Linked DNA regions of Hordeum vulgare: region 1 is linked to region 2. The links are chromatin contacts, called in public Hi-C maps. All regions are on one chromosome and are shown on one strand. The core of a region is the stretch at or near the end of the contact, and the rest is flanking DNA. Distances in the headings are between cores, read along the strand shown. Region 1 holds the start of LOC123452460. Region 2 holds the start of LOC123452452 (5'-nucleotidase domain-containing protein 4).

Region 1 (7,306 bases), core at 2,157-4,656, 220 kb before region 2:
CGATCCTTTACCAGCAGTCTCATGAGCAGCAGCTGGTTCTCTGTCAAAGAATCGCATGTAACGACATGCGTCTCCTGATCCTGCTGCAAATTTTCAGAACTGATGGACCCTGTGGTGTGATCCGAGCCTGCAATAAAAGCGTAGGGTTGTCCATTCAATGGCTTTTGAACAAAGTGTCAATTTCTTCAGTTTACTACCACAGGACATCAAGAATATGCATACCGTCCGTTAGTTGCTCTTTCACTATCATTTGTTGCTGTTGTTCCTCCATCTCGGAAAAAGTTTCCGGTATCACTATCATTTGTTGGTCTCGTTCTTGTTGTTGCTGCTGTTGTTCTTCCTCGGCAAATGTTTCAGGTAATTCTGTCGCCTCATCAGGTGTGTGGTTGATCTGTTCATCCTGCATTTTACACCAAGTTGCACGCTTCATTAGAATGATAATAAATTTTTGCACACGCAGATTGTTTAAGCAGGGTGTCTAGTTTGGATAAGCTTACATTTGTCTCAGGAATCGTACTCTGATTCAAGAACTTCAAATCCTCGGTTAGTTGCTCTTTCACTATCATTTCTTGCTCTTGTTGTTGTTCTTCCTCGGCAAATATTTCAGGTATCTGTGTAGTCTCACTCGGTGTGTGGTTCATTCTTTCATCCTGCATTTCACACCAAATTCCAAGCTTCATTAGAACGATAATAAAATGTGTGCACGGAGAGTTTAAGCAGAGTGCCTAGGTTGGACAAACTTACATCTATCTCAGCAACTGCGCTCTGATCCAAGAACTTCAAATCCTCACTTGCCTGTACAACACTCTCAGCAGGAACTGTAGGATCACTAGTTCCTTCAGTTATTTTCTGCAAAGGTTTGTCCAAAGAAGCTGCTTCGGCTGTGGTGCTGTCTCTCACTACCATTGTCGATGGTTCCGACAAACCGCCTTCGCCTTTCGTGCTATCTGCTGGTTTGCTAGAACTGATAGTACAATTTACATTTGCATCTACTTCATTCTCCTGTTGTGCCACTACAGTGTCAAGCTTCTTTCTCATATGTCCTGCTTCTGACAACGATAACTTCTTGTTTTCCAACTTCCGGCTCGGTGTTTCGCTCTGCTTTCCCCGACAATTCTGCGGTTCCCTCGGTGTTTCAGTTGCTTTCTCAGTAGACCCTTCAGTTATTTTCTGTAATGGTTGGTCCAAGGAAGCTGCCCCGGCTATGCTGCTGCCTCTCACTACAATCGCCAATGGTTCCGACAAACCGCCTTCGCCATGTGTGCTATCTGCTGGTTTGCTAAAACTGTCATGTTCTTTTGCATGTTCTTCATTATCCTGTTGTGTCACTAGATTGTACTCAGGCTTCTTTCTCATATGTCCTGCTTCTGACATCACCGACTTCTTGTTTTCAGTCTTCCGGCTAGGCGTTTCCCTCTGTGTTTCCCGGCGATTCTGTGGTTTCCTCGCCGTGATCTGTCTCTCTACATGTTTACTCTGTGCTTGCTTTCTCATCTGATCAGCCTTCACATTCTTTCCTGCAGCCTTGGTTTCTGCAGTGGCAAGGTTCTCCTTGTTAACCTTCTCCCTCGCCTTCCTCGATTTCGCCTCGCCGTCTCTCCCCAGCAACCGTCTCATGCCAGTGGCCTGCTTCTTTCCAACTTCTGCCTTCTTCACTTGAGCAGTCTGCTTCTCTTCCTTGACAGGTCTGTTGTCTGAATTCTTCCTGAATCTTTTCAGAAAATCCATCCTCTTACCCGAATCGGCACGGCACCCGACATCGACGGAGTTCTGCAGCTTGATTTCTTCGGCAGCAGTCTTGTCCTCATGGATGATCCTCTCATCAGCTACCTGTCTTTCATCGGCTCCTCTCTCTGCTGCCACCATCTTTCTCAGCACCTCCCTCATGGTTAGCCTTCCTTGCTTGCTATTACCAGTTGCAGGGTGTGATGAACTGTTCGACAGTGCAGCAGCACCCATTTCAGACTCCCCAAAGTTTGTCATGCCATTCTTCCACTCCCCTGCCAACACAATCTTGTGCTGCCCCTTCTCTGAAGCGATGATCCGTATCGGCAATTTGCGGTCCATCGCGTTTCCTCTGACCTCCATTCTTGGCGCCGCGGCTCCGGGTTTCACAAACCTCTCCGTCCCCTTGCGCTCCGCGGCGGTCGTCGTCGTCGTCGACGACGGCAGGTTCTCCAGCCCCATCAGCTTGGCGATCACGCTGGGCATCCTCACTTTTGAGCCATCCTTTTCACCTCCAGAAGCACTGTTGATCTTGGAGCTGCCTGGACTAGACTGAATAACTGACCTACTGTCTGCACTCTCATGGCTCTGAAATTTGTCGTGGACAACCATCTGCATGGAAGCATGTTTGCCGTGCTCAGCATCAGAATCTTCGTCGACGATCTCCTCGATCCTGGCGGAGCGCGCCGCCGGCGAGCTCTTGCGGTTCTCCTTCCCCTTGAGCCCGCTCCCGGACCCTTCCATGTACCTGGAGGCGTCCTGGAGCATGACCAGCATGCTCAGCGCCTCCTCCATGTCCATGGACCCTCTGAAGAGCTTCTTCCGGGCCTCGTCGTCGGGCCTCCTCCTCCCACCGGAAGAATACGCGGCCATGAGCATGTCGTTCAGGTCCTGCACCCCGATCGCCACTTCGCCAGCGTGCGCGCCTGTATCTCCTCCAGAAGGCGGCGGCGGCAGGAGGTAGCCGCCGCCGCCGCCAACGCCCAGACGGGCCGCGTCCGGCTGCCGGAAGAAGACGGAGCCGTTGCGCGCCACGACCTCGATGTTTCGGAGCTTCCCTCCGTCGCTCAGCGCGAGGGCCAGCGCGGCCATCTGCACGTCGACACCGCTCGCGACGACGGCATGCTCCGGCTTGCCGCCGCCCGCGCCTCCTCCTCCTCCCTGGAACGGCACGATGGCGCGCGCGTCGGCGTCGGCGGCGGCGACAGGGCGCACTCGCCGTGGCCTGGCGGCGCTGGCAAGGACGGCATTGCTGGTGCTGGGTTGTCTCGGTGTCGTCGTTGCTTCTGGCCTAGTCGATCGAGGGGCAGCAGCTGCCTGCTGCGGCCTCTGGCTGGGAGCTGGCCTCTGAGAATTCGAGCAAGCATCTGCAACAGACAGCAAAATTGAGTGATCAAACTTGCATCCATTGGCAGATCGTCGCGGGCGCGTGAATGGACATTCAAAAGCAAGAACAGAGTGCAAAGCAAACGTACCCCGAGACGCGGTGGCGGTGGCGGCGGCGGTGGACGCCGTGCGCTGCTGCTGCTGCTGCGCCGACGGCGAGCCGAAGCCGAGCCTCTCGCGGCGTCGGCGGAGGTCCTGCAGCATCTTCTGAGCAAAGTCGGAGCCAAGATCAGGCACCCTGGCGCTGGCGGCCATGCCTCACCTCACCTGTCCGCCACCAAACCGCACCGCAGCGCACCATGAAAGAGAACCAGCGGCCGGGCAAGAGAGGTCTAGGTTAGGTGCCGTGCCCTGAAAAACACAATGCAGCGCCGGAGTTGTTTTCGTCGGGTTGGTGCGTCGTCCCGCGTGGTGCGTGGGCGTGAGAGCGCCCCGCCACGCCACTCGCCAGGCCTCTCGTTTTCCTCCGGCACTTTCCGAAGGGCTTTCCCGACGTGACCTTCCGTCAGCGAGAGGCCTTCCTTGGGGAATGGGTCAGTGAGGTGGGGTGTCTCGTCCCGGGCCGGGAGCAGAGCAGTGTGCAGCTGCGGACTGCGGTGGACGGATGCTTTCAGGTGGTGGTGAGGGCAAGATTGATTGCCGTGGAAGTTACTTACATGCGTATGATGCCTCTGCCGCCTCTTCTCTGTCCGGTTTGGTTTGCATCTCCGGTTCACCCGCATTCCAAGCAAACCACCACCACCACCCAAAAGCAGACGAGTGTCCATCTATCTGCTGCATTCGGGAATAATCACCCATAATCCCTGTCTCTGGCTTTTGATCAGTAGGTGGTAGTGGGGGTGGTTAATGACTTAATGCCCTCCTTTCTCACCATGATTTGCAGACAGAGTATGTGCAAAACGTAAAGCGGTTCTGGTTGTGACATTGACAACAACAAAAAAAGATACCAGTACAATTTTAAATATAAGGTACTACTACTACTAAGCTTTTAATTAATTAATTAAAGAAAGAATGTACTACTAACATTTACCAAAATTTTAAATTTGAGGATGGTTGGTTGAGCCGTTTGGCCCAGGCATTCTCAGTACTGCACGAGCCTTGGAAAGATGCTCACGTTTTGGGGCTGTACAAGGCCGCACGGTTGATTTTTCAGTTAGGATTGATGATTAAGAGACGGTTATGCTACACCATCTACGGTTTTAAGGGCCTACAGCGACCACCTTAAATACAGTACGACTTACCATCTATCAGAATATACTAGGCTCGTGCCCATACTAGGGTAGTCGTCAACAGTACCTAGCAGCTAGTACTGGTCAAACATTTCTAATTTTGGCCACTGATATATAGACAAATATCATCGAAAACAGACAAACAAAACCCACTGAATATGTGGCAATGATTATGTGTCTTAACAGACCTTCGTACTTTTAAAACCTCGATCTTGAAACCATCAATCAATATCTAGATCAACATAACAGATGTGCTAGTACAAAACACTAGCTATTAATAATACAGCAAGTGTGAGCTGAGTTTCACACCTTTCTTCTGTTCTGGAATCTGTCTGGTTTTACATTTTTGGTTTATAAACAAGACACACCTTGCACCATACCGGCGCAAACTGTACAAAGATGAAGATCCAGCTCGCTAGATGACATTTCGAAACAAGATGGACATAGTGGTGACCAACACAAACCTAAAAGCGACCGAAAGTCCGAGAAAAAGCTCAAAGCAAACCATATGACACACATAACAGGCCACCTAATCGAGTTCTCCCTGCACAAACAAGTCATGACTTGCAACAGTTCTTAGGTGCAACATCACCCTCAAGACTAACACTGCACTTGCCGGTCACCTAAGTTCCTTCATCAATACATTTTAATTCAGAAAGAACCATCTAATGCTCGCAGCAACATCAAGTGGCTCGACCCGACTCTTTATTTTTTTTTTCTACTATACATACACATACTCGCATTTACATACCTCAGAGGGACAAAAATGGTTGGCAGTGCACACAAGGAAGCATCGAATACCAGGGCGGTTGCGGGAGGGAAGAACAGAAGGCCTCACTCTTCTATCACTAGCACGGGCAGGAAGATGGGCAGTCAGTTTCCTAGGAGGACCAGATAAATACACGCCTATATTTGTGGGATGGGAAGCGTTGGTCATCAGGGCAGTCGCCGCCTGAAGTTCCTGCTGGTGCCTTGGTATGTCCGGACCAGCAGGCCGACACCCAGCCCGACGCCCACGCATATGCCGAGGCCGATCCCGACACCAACCCGCACGCCAGCATTAAACCATGAAAGCTCACCATCCTCGCCCTCTAGAAAGTCCTGCCTCGAGTACAGGCTGTTATAGTCGTCCATGTCTGTCTCGAGCTTGGGGTCCTGGAATTCTGATACCTGAAACGGGAGATAGGAAAGAAAACAATACTGTCAAATAACTGCACGATATATAGAAACTAAATTAGAGCATGCACTAGTTGTGAATTTTCACAGGATTGCTAACCAGCACATACAGGTGGTCACCACACGTCATTAATATAGAAATCCAAGTTATCCCAGTAATTTGGACTTGGTGCTCAACAGAGATGACAGTTAATAACTGAATTGTCACCAGTCTAACATGCATACATAGAAAGAGCATGTTTGGTATTGTTCTTACAAAATAACAAGTAAATGTCACTTGATGCCCTTCAAATAAAAGAGTTGGGTCAAACCAAAATGAATACTTGTATCATGGCACCAAGAGAACTGCCACATAAGCATTTGTCTGGGTACCAGTCCCAGTCAACCAATGGAATTTCTTCAGGAAAAACATTGCCAAACTGATTTTCATTCTTATGGCCTTACTGTGCTGTCTTGCTAGAACTCAAGCATTTGCCTAATTGGCACATGTACTTCGGGACAGCGATGTCCTCTGATCCATAACTTGAGAATGCCAAAGTAGTGCATCTAGAAGCTACAATGTACAGAATAAAGATATTCTGGCTAGGATACCTGAGGAATCAAAATGTAAACCTCATGCTCTATGTAGGATCAAGATGGACAATTTGGCTTGTAGGTAACTAAGGAAGCTGAAAACTGATGTGATGCACGGTATATCCATGAATCTAAAACTGCTGCCATGAGGTAGAAACCTTAATACCCTCTATCCAGTATCCATACACATGTATAGTGATTTGACTTAAAAGTAAACAATAGTAGCATCACTAAAAAACTGCAATTGACATTTCATGGGTGCAGATCTGAACTAATGGACTTGAGCACTGCAAATTCTCAACGAGATCATGCCTTAAGGTACAATACAATATGAATCAGCTGCCTAAGTTCCTAGTTCCAATGGGCATACATCTATTAGCCAGATAGTTTAAAAAAAAATTACAATCATACACCCCTGTCAATGTTTAGTTTCTCCTGCAGTCCATTCTGTTTAATGAGTATGCACGGCGCAAATGTCCAAATATGTGCCACAAAAAGAAGTTTCATCATGAGATATGTATTTTAGTAAATTATCTCCCATCCTCACAAAGGAATAATTAGCAGAAAGTCAGAAGCAACATTCAGAAAGAAAATATTGCACTTGCACAACATAATGCAATGGGTATCATGCGCAAGCCATGTATATAATGGGGTTACTTGGCAATATCATCAACATCAGAAATGGGTACAAATACGTTGGTATTAATTTAGAGCACCAACATGAGGACACATACATACATAGGTAAATAGGAGCTTATCTATCTTTCTGAAGTTAAATTTTAATTGTGCATACTACTTGCAGGAATAAGTTTTCGGGGTAAACTGAATATGACTAAATGGTCTATATAAGCAAGAAATGTTTCCAGAGAGGATACGTTTCAATTGTTGTTTATCATAGCAAATATTCCACAGGCACGTCACCGTGGTCCAAGAAAAATGCCGATTAAACCAAAATAGTCCAGCACTCCCCCCCAATATGTTTTAAGCCCAAATGATTGATCATACAATATTAGGTTAAAGGGACAAGCATGAGATCAATCAGATGACAGGGACTTTCAATAATGGTGGCTCTGTGGATATGTAGTGAAGTACCTTTAAAGAGTCCCCGTGTGAGTTCTCTGTATGTAGTTCAGTTGCTTCATTCTCGGGGATAGAATCCAGCTTTAGTTTCATCTGGGACTTCCTCCGTGATATAAACTGGACCGTCTTGGTTAATA
Region 2 (7,606 bases), core at 3,701-6,200:
CGCAACGGCGAGGCCGAGGTCGATGTACCAAAATGGACGAGCTCGCGGTCGAGGACGACGCGGTGGAGGAGCTAAGTCCTCCTCGTCAGAGCTGACGAGGTTGATAAACTTCGCCCTTTGCTCCTCGCGGATGCGCCACCACTCGTCGTCCTTCTCCTTCGCGACGGAACTGGCCGCAACTGCCTGCTTCAACATGAGGTCTTCGAGCTCCTCGTCCTGGCAGCGGTGCTCCGCCTCCTCGTGCAAGCTTCGTTCGGCAATGACGACTGCGACCGCGTCGACATCGTCGCCGACGTAATTTTCGGGCCCGACGATGCCTCGACGCGCGATCTCCTCCGGCTCCTGCTTGACGGCGATGAGCTCGCGGTCCTCCAGCTCATCCGCCCACTCCCTCTTTACGGGGAGAAGCGCCACGGTGGAGGAAGAGCCCGTGGTCGAGGAGGGCGTGCCGGCGGTCGTACTCGTCCGTATCGCTGCGGAGGAGGCTTGATGGCGGCTCGAGGCCTTGGTTTCTCCACCTCCTCGTCGCGCGCTTCCTCGCGCAGTCCGCGCGGACGCACCGCTTACGCTCGGGGTTGCCGCCCCCGCCGAAGCTGCGGCCAGAGCTCCAGATACGGCCCCACATGGCATTTGGAGGCGGAAGAGGGCTCACCAACGACGAGAAATACGAGGGAGAGAATGGGGAATTGCGGCGAAATGCGGCGGCATGGAGATAGGGTTTCGACCCGTATCTACCCGCAAACATTTTTTGCACTATATGGCTTCCGGGGTTAGGTTTGCGGGCCGCGGTAAAAAAACTATGGACATGACGAGTATACAGGCTTTGTTCTGATCAAAAAATTGGGTCAAGTTCGTATACTCGTTGGAATTTTACGGGTTCATGCATTATACGAGGTGTGCTAGAGCGTGTGTCTTAGTGTTGTCGATTCGTTAGGACTACGTTTACTCTTATAACTTCCAGTGCGTGGAGGCAAGCGTGTATCACCTACTCTTTTGACACTAGTAGCGAGTGTTTTAGGCAACCAAAGTTGGGATCACTACTCCAGTTGACATGACTGGTAGATGAATTTGTTCTTTTTAGCAACACATACATGATGATCCGGTGCGTTCTATATGTGCAATTTGAGCTCTTACGTTCGGGAAATGTTAAACACCTCCTACCGAACTCCTGAAGCTGCCAAAAAAAAGAGATAAATTTGTCATGTTATCTGTAAGAGTTTTGCCATATGCTCTAAAGTCAAATTTGCCATATAGTGCAAAAAATGTTAGAAAATTGCCACGTCGCACACAGTGATTGACATAGGATCGATTGGGATCTGACGATCCTAAAGGTGTTGTTGAGATTTCTTAAAAAATTGATGTTCTCTGTTTATCGAAGTCCTTACATTTTAGCAGAACTTGTTTCACGTTTATATTTTCTTGTTTTAAAACAACAATTACAACATAGACACACACATTCACACATCACCTAACAAAAACAAAATCAATGTTGTGGGCTTTAAAGATTTACGAAAGTCATCACAACCGTCTCTCACAAGAATATCTACACTTCTACATTTCATTTTTATTTTTATTTTTTGGGGGGCACCAATGCAAAAAATTTGAAGTTATCCATGTGTCACTCTAATAACACGATAAACACAATCAAAGCCTTGCCGATAAAACCATTCGTGTTATTTTTTATCGATCATTTTGATTTGACAAGCAATGTCCTATTGGTATGCCAATGCCAAGAAGTCTTCCAATAATGGTATGCCATGCCACGTAATTTTGGAAGCTCACTTTCTATGTCAATAAAGCTATTCGTAAGCATACGTGTTTCTTTAGTGATGTCGATTTGTTAGGACTATCTTTACTCTTATAACTTCTAGCCAATGGAGGCAGTTAGTGTATCACCTACACTTTTTATACTAGTAGTAACATTTGTTGCAAAGTGGGTGAGATGTGGAGTTTATCAAGTATAAAAAGTGTCATTGTTGTCGAGCAGCAGCGAGTGTGTTCAGACAACCAAATTTGACATCACTACTAGTTGATACGCGTCGACATGACATGAATGGCAGAGGAATTTGTTCTTTGTAGCAACACAAAAGTGTCAAGCCGGTGTGACTTATATGTGCAAATTCAGCTATTACGTCTTGAAAATATTAAAAAGTTGATGTCACATTTTAACATTTCCCAGTGGACGGTCAGAATTGCCAAAACATACTTTAAAACAAGAGTTGCCATATATTAAAAAAACAGCTCGAAATCGCCGCATTGCTCAAAGTAATTGTCATGTGTTAGAGCATCTCCAACAGACGCGCTATACAAGCGTCGCGCCGCAAAAAAGGCAGTTTTAGCACGCGCGCAACGCGGCGGGCAGCTCCAGCGGGCGCGCAAAAACGGCGCGCGCGCCATTTCCAGTTCAGCGCGCTGGCCGAAACGCAATCCCGCGCCCCTTATTTGCTGCGCCGGCTCCCGCGCGCGCGACTCTCCCGCGCTCGCTCCTGCTCTCTCCTCCGCTCTCGCGCGCTCGCTCCTCCGCTCTCGCGCGCTCGCTCCCCCCATCCGCTCGCGCCCCCGGCGACCGTTCAGCGCTTCCCCGGCCTATCCCCGCGCCGCCGTCGCCGTCCGCGCCCGCCAGCGACCACTCAGGCGCTTCCCCGGCCTGTCTCCGCTGCGGGCGCCGCCCGCGCCCCCCGGCGACCGTTCAAGCGCTTCCCTGGCCTCCCCGCGCCGCCGCGCTTCCGCCCCACCCCTTCCTAGTCCGGCCGGCCCTCGCGCGCCTCCGACGTCCGAGGAACAGCGCCCGAGAGCTCGCTGTCGTGCCGCGCCCGCAAGGTGTTCGACAAAACGCCTACAAGGTATGTATTGCTCCAAACTTATGAATTTGGTGCATGTTTTGAATGGTAGTTTTTATAGTATAGTATTGAACATTGTAGATGAGTTCGTCGTATGATTCTTCTGAAGAAGAATTTGATATGGAAGAGGAGGAGGATCTTGCAATGATCATAGCTATGCATATCAATAAAAAACCGAAGCACGGTGGTTCGGTTATGGGTCGGGAGAAAATTTGGAGAGATATGATTGATGCCCATAACAGATTGATGAAGAGCTATTTCGTGGAGAATCCCACATACCCGGAGTCGTATTTTCGTCGCCGGTTTAGGATGAGCACAGACTTGTTCAAGCGCATTGCAGAGAAACTAGCGAGCCATGACCGGTTTTTCCAGCAAAGGAGGAATGCCGCCGGAGAGCTCGGGCATAGCACCTTTTCTGAATGTGACAGCCGCTTTGCGTATGTTGGCATACGGTATCCCGGCTGATCTAGTTGATGATCACTTGGCTATGGGTGAGAGCCAAGCCATCATGTGTGTTAAGCGCTTTGTAGTGGGAATTGTGCAAGTGTTTGGCGAGGAGTATTTGAGATCTCCCACTGCTGAAGACGCCGCAAGGCTATTGACGATGAACAAATCTCGCGGCTTTCCTGGCATGCTTGGCTCAATAGATTGCATGCATTGGAGCTGGAAGAATTGTCCAAAGGCATGACATGAGCAATTCCACGGCCAAAAAAAGGGTTCCACTATAATCCTTGAAGCGGTGGCCGATCAGGAGACTTGGATTTGGCATGCACTCTTTGGAATGCCTGGATCTTTGAATGACATCAATGTTGTCAACCGGTCACCACTGATGAATAAGATTGCAAATGGTGAGTTGCCACCGGTGCAGTTTGTAGCAAATGTTCGTACATACAACTATGACTATTATCTAGCGGATGACATCTATCCAAAGTGGCAAACCTTCGTGAAGCCGTTGAAAAAGCCAGAAGGTAAGAAAAATCTTGATTTCCACAATGCTCAGGCGGCGGCTAGAAAAGATGTGGAAAGAGCATTTGGGATTTTGCAAGCCCAATTTGCTATTGTCAGAGGACCGGCTAGATTTTGGGATCAAAAAATGCTTTGGTACATCATGCACGCTTGTGTGATCATGCACAACATGATCATCGAGAATGAGCGTGGCAAAGATTTAGACTACTCACAGTATGAGCTCTTGGGACATCCCGTGCGAGTGCGACGGAGGGCTGAAAGGGTAGCCCGTTTTGTTGCCTCCTATCATGCCATTCGGCGTCCCGCAACGCACAATGATCTTCAGAAGGATCTGATTGAAGAGTGGTGGGCATGGCATGGATGACAAAGAGCATGATTTGGTTGTGTTTATTGCATTATTTGTATTGTATTGTTCATGAACTATTGGTTATGTTTATTGCATTATTTGTTGTACCGAAGGATAAACAATTTGTTTGAGTTGTAATGACTATTTATTGTTGATTTATTTTGTTTGTTTGATCGTTTTTGCTCCTATTTTTTGAAATGTATATGTGGTTTGTGCGTGCTGCGCGCGCTGCATTTTTGGACATTGCTGAAGCGGCGCGCGCGCTGCATTATAACGCGGTTGTTGGAGTCAGCGTCTATCCTCGCGCTAAACCAACCGAAGCGCGCGCGACAAACACATTTTTTGAACGCGGCGCGAAGCGCGGCTGTTGGAGATGCTCTTAGAGCGGGATTTGACGTCCGTAAGGCATTTTCTAGTAAAGAAAAACATGTTTCACGTTAATACCTGTTTAAAAACAATAATTATAACATTAGGTGCACACACACACATTCACACAACACCTACCAAAAACAGAATCCCCAAGATCCACACTTCTATCTAAATTTAAAAACGTGAAGAATTTTGTTTTGCAGTTGCAAGAAAAAAAATCCGGGCCATCCACGTGTCACACTAACAACACGATAAGCACGATCAAATCCGGCCCGTGCGCGCGCGTGGGGGGAGGAAAATCCAGTAGGCGGAAGCGGAGCCGCAGCCGCACCACCCGTTCGGTTATTCCCTCACCCACGAACCGACCCGACCTCACCTCATCATTATTGCCCCGCGGCCCCCCACCCCACCCCCACCCCACCCCCGGAACTCGCTCCCTCCATCCACCACCTCCTCCTCCGTCGCTCGCGGTCGCTGCTGGCTTGGCTTCCAACGCACGCGGCATCCGAATCCGCACCGCACACGATCCCCGCGCCACTTGTCCCCCGCCGGCCAATGCCCGCCCTCCGGTGAGATGGCGCCGCCGCGCGGCGGTGCTCCCACCCCCTCGGATTCCCCCCGCCCCATTTATTCCCCTCCCGGCCCGCCAACAACAGCGTCCCGTCATCCTCCTCGTCCGCGCCACCCCCGCCCCCTCTCGCCTATTTAAGGCCGCCCCAGCGATATGCTCTCCAGGAGGCCGCTCGCCGCCGCGCTACGCCTCGCGCCCCTCTCGCCTCCCCTCCTCCTCTTCTTCGCATCCTCCTCCTCCTCCTCCCCCGCCGCGTCGGCTTCGGGGCCCAGAGGTGCGCGCTTCCGACGAGCATTCGTTAATTCGCGGTGGAACGCTTAATTTCAGCGGTTGTCTGCGTTGTCTGTTCCTCTCTAATTTTGGTGGTCGTTACAAATATGGGAATGTTGGCTTTGATCCGAGGCCAGTCCTGCTAGGCTAGGGGGCTGCCCAATTCGGTTTCAGGTCCATCGGCGGACGCTGAAGTAGTATATCGTGTATGTTTTGCTCTGCTTTCGCGTTTGTTTTTAAGGAAGGAATTTCGTGGTTGGTGTTCGTTTACGATGAGATTTTGGGATTCGTATGGGTTGATCAGGCCTTCTTCTGAAGTGCTGGCACCGTTATGTATGGGTTGATCAATCCATACCAAATTCAGGGGCCTAGCCTTCGTTTCAATTTGGCTGAATTATGCAGTTGAAATACTGTTTCCTGATTGTATCCTTATGGTAGTCCGAATGTGGCAGAGCTTCAGTTATGCTACGTTTTTCCATCGGCCGATCACTACACTTTCACCGAATTTGGTTGAAACATGGAGTTCTACCACTGAATTACACTGCAATACAGTATCTCTGATGTACTTTTCTCTATTCACCTCGTATCAGGCTGCAGTGCTCTAAGGATGGATAGCGGTGCTGCGGAACCTGCTTCAACAGGGGCAATCTGGTCAACACCGTCGGTGGAGCCGAGAAGCATTTCTATTGGGAAGCAGATATTCTGCAATAGGTCACTCAACATGAGGAACATCACCGCAGTAGGATTTGATATGGACTACACTCTCGCGCAGTACAAGCCCGAGACATTCGAGGCCCTTGCTTACCATGGCACTATTGAGAAGCTTGTGAAGGATCTGAACTACCCTGTGGAGGTTTGTTGCACTGGTACCTGCAAACATTTTGATGTGCAAACACAAGTAGTCTGGTCGTTTGCTTTAGTAGTAATAGGTTTGCTGTTTTAGAGGTTACTAAGAACTGTGTCAGGTCTTCTATTGTTAATAGTATATACAGTAGACTTGATGTCAATAGTTAGTTCTCCCATTCTATGTAATTTCAGATTTGAAATGGATACTTGGGGTCTGTTGTTGTGTCCAAGATCTCATTGTTGCCTCAAAGTAACTTAATAATTCCATTTAACACAGTACTGACAACATGTCTTTACCTGTTTCCACTTTGGAGCAATATATTTCTAGTAGTCCATGATTTTTGTTCAGTAGTATAAATGCATAAAAATTGTTGCTACTCTGAACCAAAGAATTTTGTGCTAGTTATTTCTGTTTATCTTAGGGAGGATGACCAATTTCTGAACTAACGTAGTAGCAATAGATTTATCCTATCAAGTGAATATCTGTTTATTACAGAAGACAGAAGTGCAGAATTCTTTGTGAAGGACATTTGGTTTGTTCTTAGGACTAGCAATTTGATGCTGAGACTTGTGGGCTTAATATTCTATTGGCTTGCAAGTTTTTGTTCTGAATTTGATTTACTCTGTTTCATTCTGCAGCTGTTGACATGGCAATTTGACTGGAAATACATGGTCAGAGGACTAGTTCTTGATAAGAAAAGAGGAAATATCTTGAAGGTCCGCTGTATTTGCTTGAACTCACTTCACTTTGTTTCTATGAAAATACATTGCTTCATATAAAAATGATTATTAACAAAAATATTTCATAACTCATGTTACCAATGTTGGTAAAAAAAATCAGTGCTGTTTAAACTTAAGAATGTTTGACTGATCTCTTAAAAACTTTTGCAAGCAGTGGGAGTAAGGTCTTAATTAATAAAGACGAGAACAAGATGCAGGAAACCCATGAGAAGACAAGGAACATTTTTTACAAAATCCAAGTTCCATGTTTACATTGATGTCTGGAACCTTCTGTTTGTCTTTGAATTATAGTCCTGACCTAATTTCTACCTTTTCTTTTTGACTTTTATATTTAGTTTAACTTTAAGATTGCATGTTGTAGTTCCCTATTCATACTTCTTGACAGTTGAAGACACTAATTGTTCACTAAACACTTCCCATCATGTTGAAAATATTCAATTGTCTCTTGATGCAAAAGTTCTGCATGATAGGAGGCAACAACACAAAATAGACGTAGCATAAATTAAATTGCTGCTGGTTATTCACTACTTGCTACTGTTGGTTCTTGGTTAATTGTAGTTTTATGCTTTCTGAATCAGTGGATCAGTTTAATTGCCATTTTAACTATGGTGTGCAATATCAGATGGACCGGCACAAGTATGTAAAAGTTGCATACCA

Evidence for each region. Hi-C and Micro-C count contacts between places; a contact is called where the count stands out from the background.
Region 1: a contact with region 2 is called in a Hi-C map of leaf, with 4 times the contacts expected there. The contact joins the promoter of LOC123452460 here to the promoter of LOC123452452 in region 2. A contact is called at or near these places in 2 of 6 Hi-C or Micro-C datasets (leaf and seedling).

The regions. Positions count from the first base shown.
Region 1 is chr5H:536,245,817-536,253,122 of MorexV3_pseudomolecules_assembly, reverse strand. It overlaps LOC123452460, which reads right to left and starts at 3,406. Exons shown (of 5, transcript XM_045129111.1): 1 at 3,201-3,406; 2 at 745-3,092; 3 at 498-650; 4 at 223-400; 5 at 1-127. The coding sequence starts at 3,366. It overlaps LOC123452463, which reads right to left. Exons shown (of 3, transcript XM_045129112.1): 2 at 7,182-7,306; 3 at 4,850-5,510. The coding sequence ends at 5,277.
Region 2 is chr5H:536,026,267-536,033,872 of MorexV3_pseudomolecules_assembly, reverse strand. It overlaps LOC123452452 (5'-nucleotidase domain-containing protein 4), which reads left to right and starts at 4,950. Exons shown (of 17, transcript XM_045129101.1): 1 at 4,950-5,366; 2 at 5,953-6,215; 3 at 6,848-6,925; 4 at 7,572-7,606. The coding sequence starts at 5,246.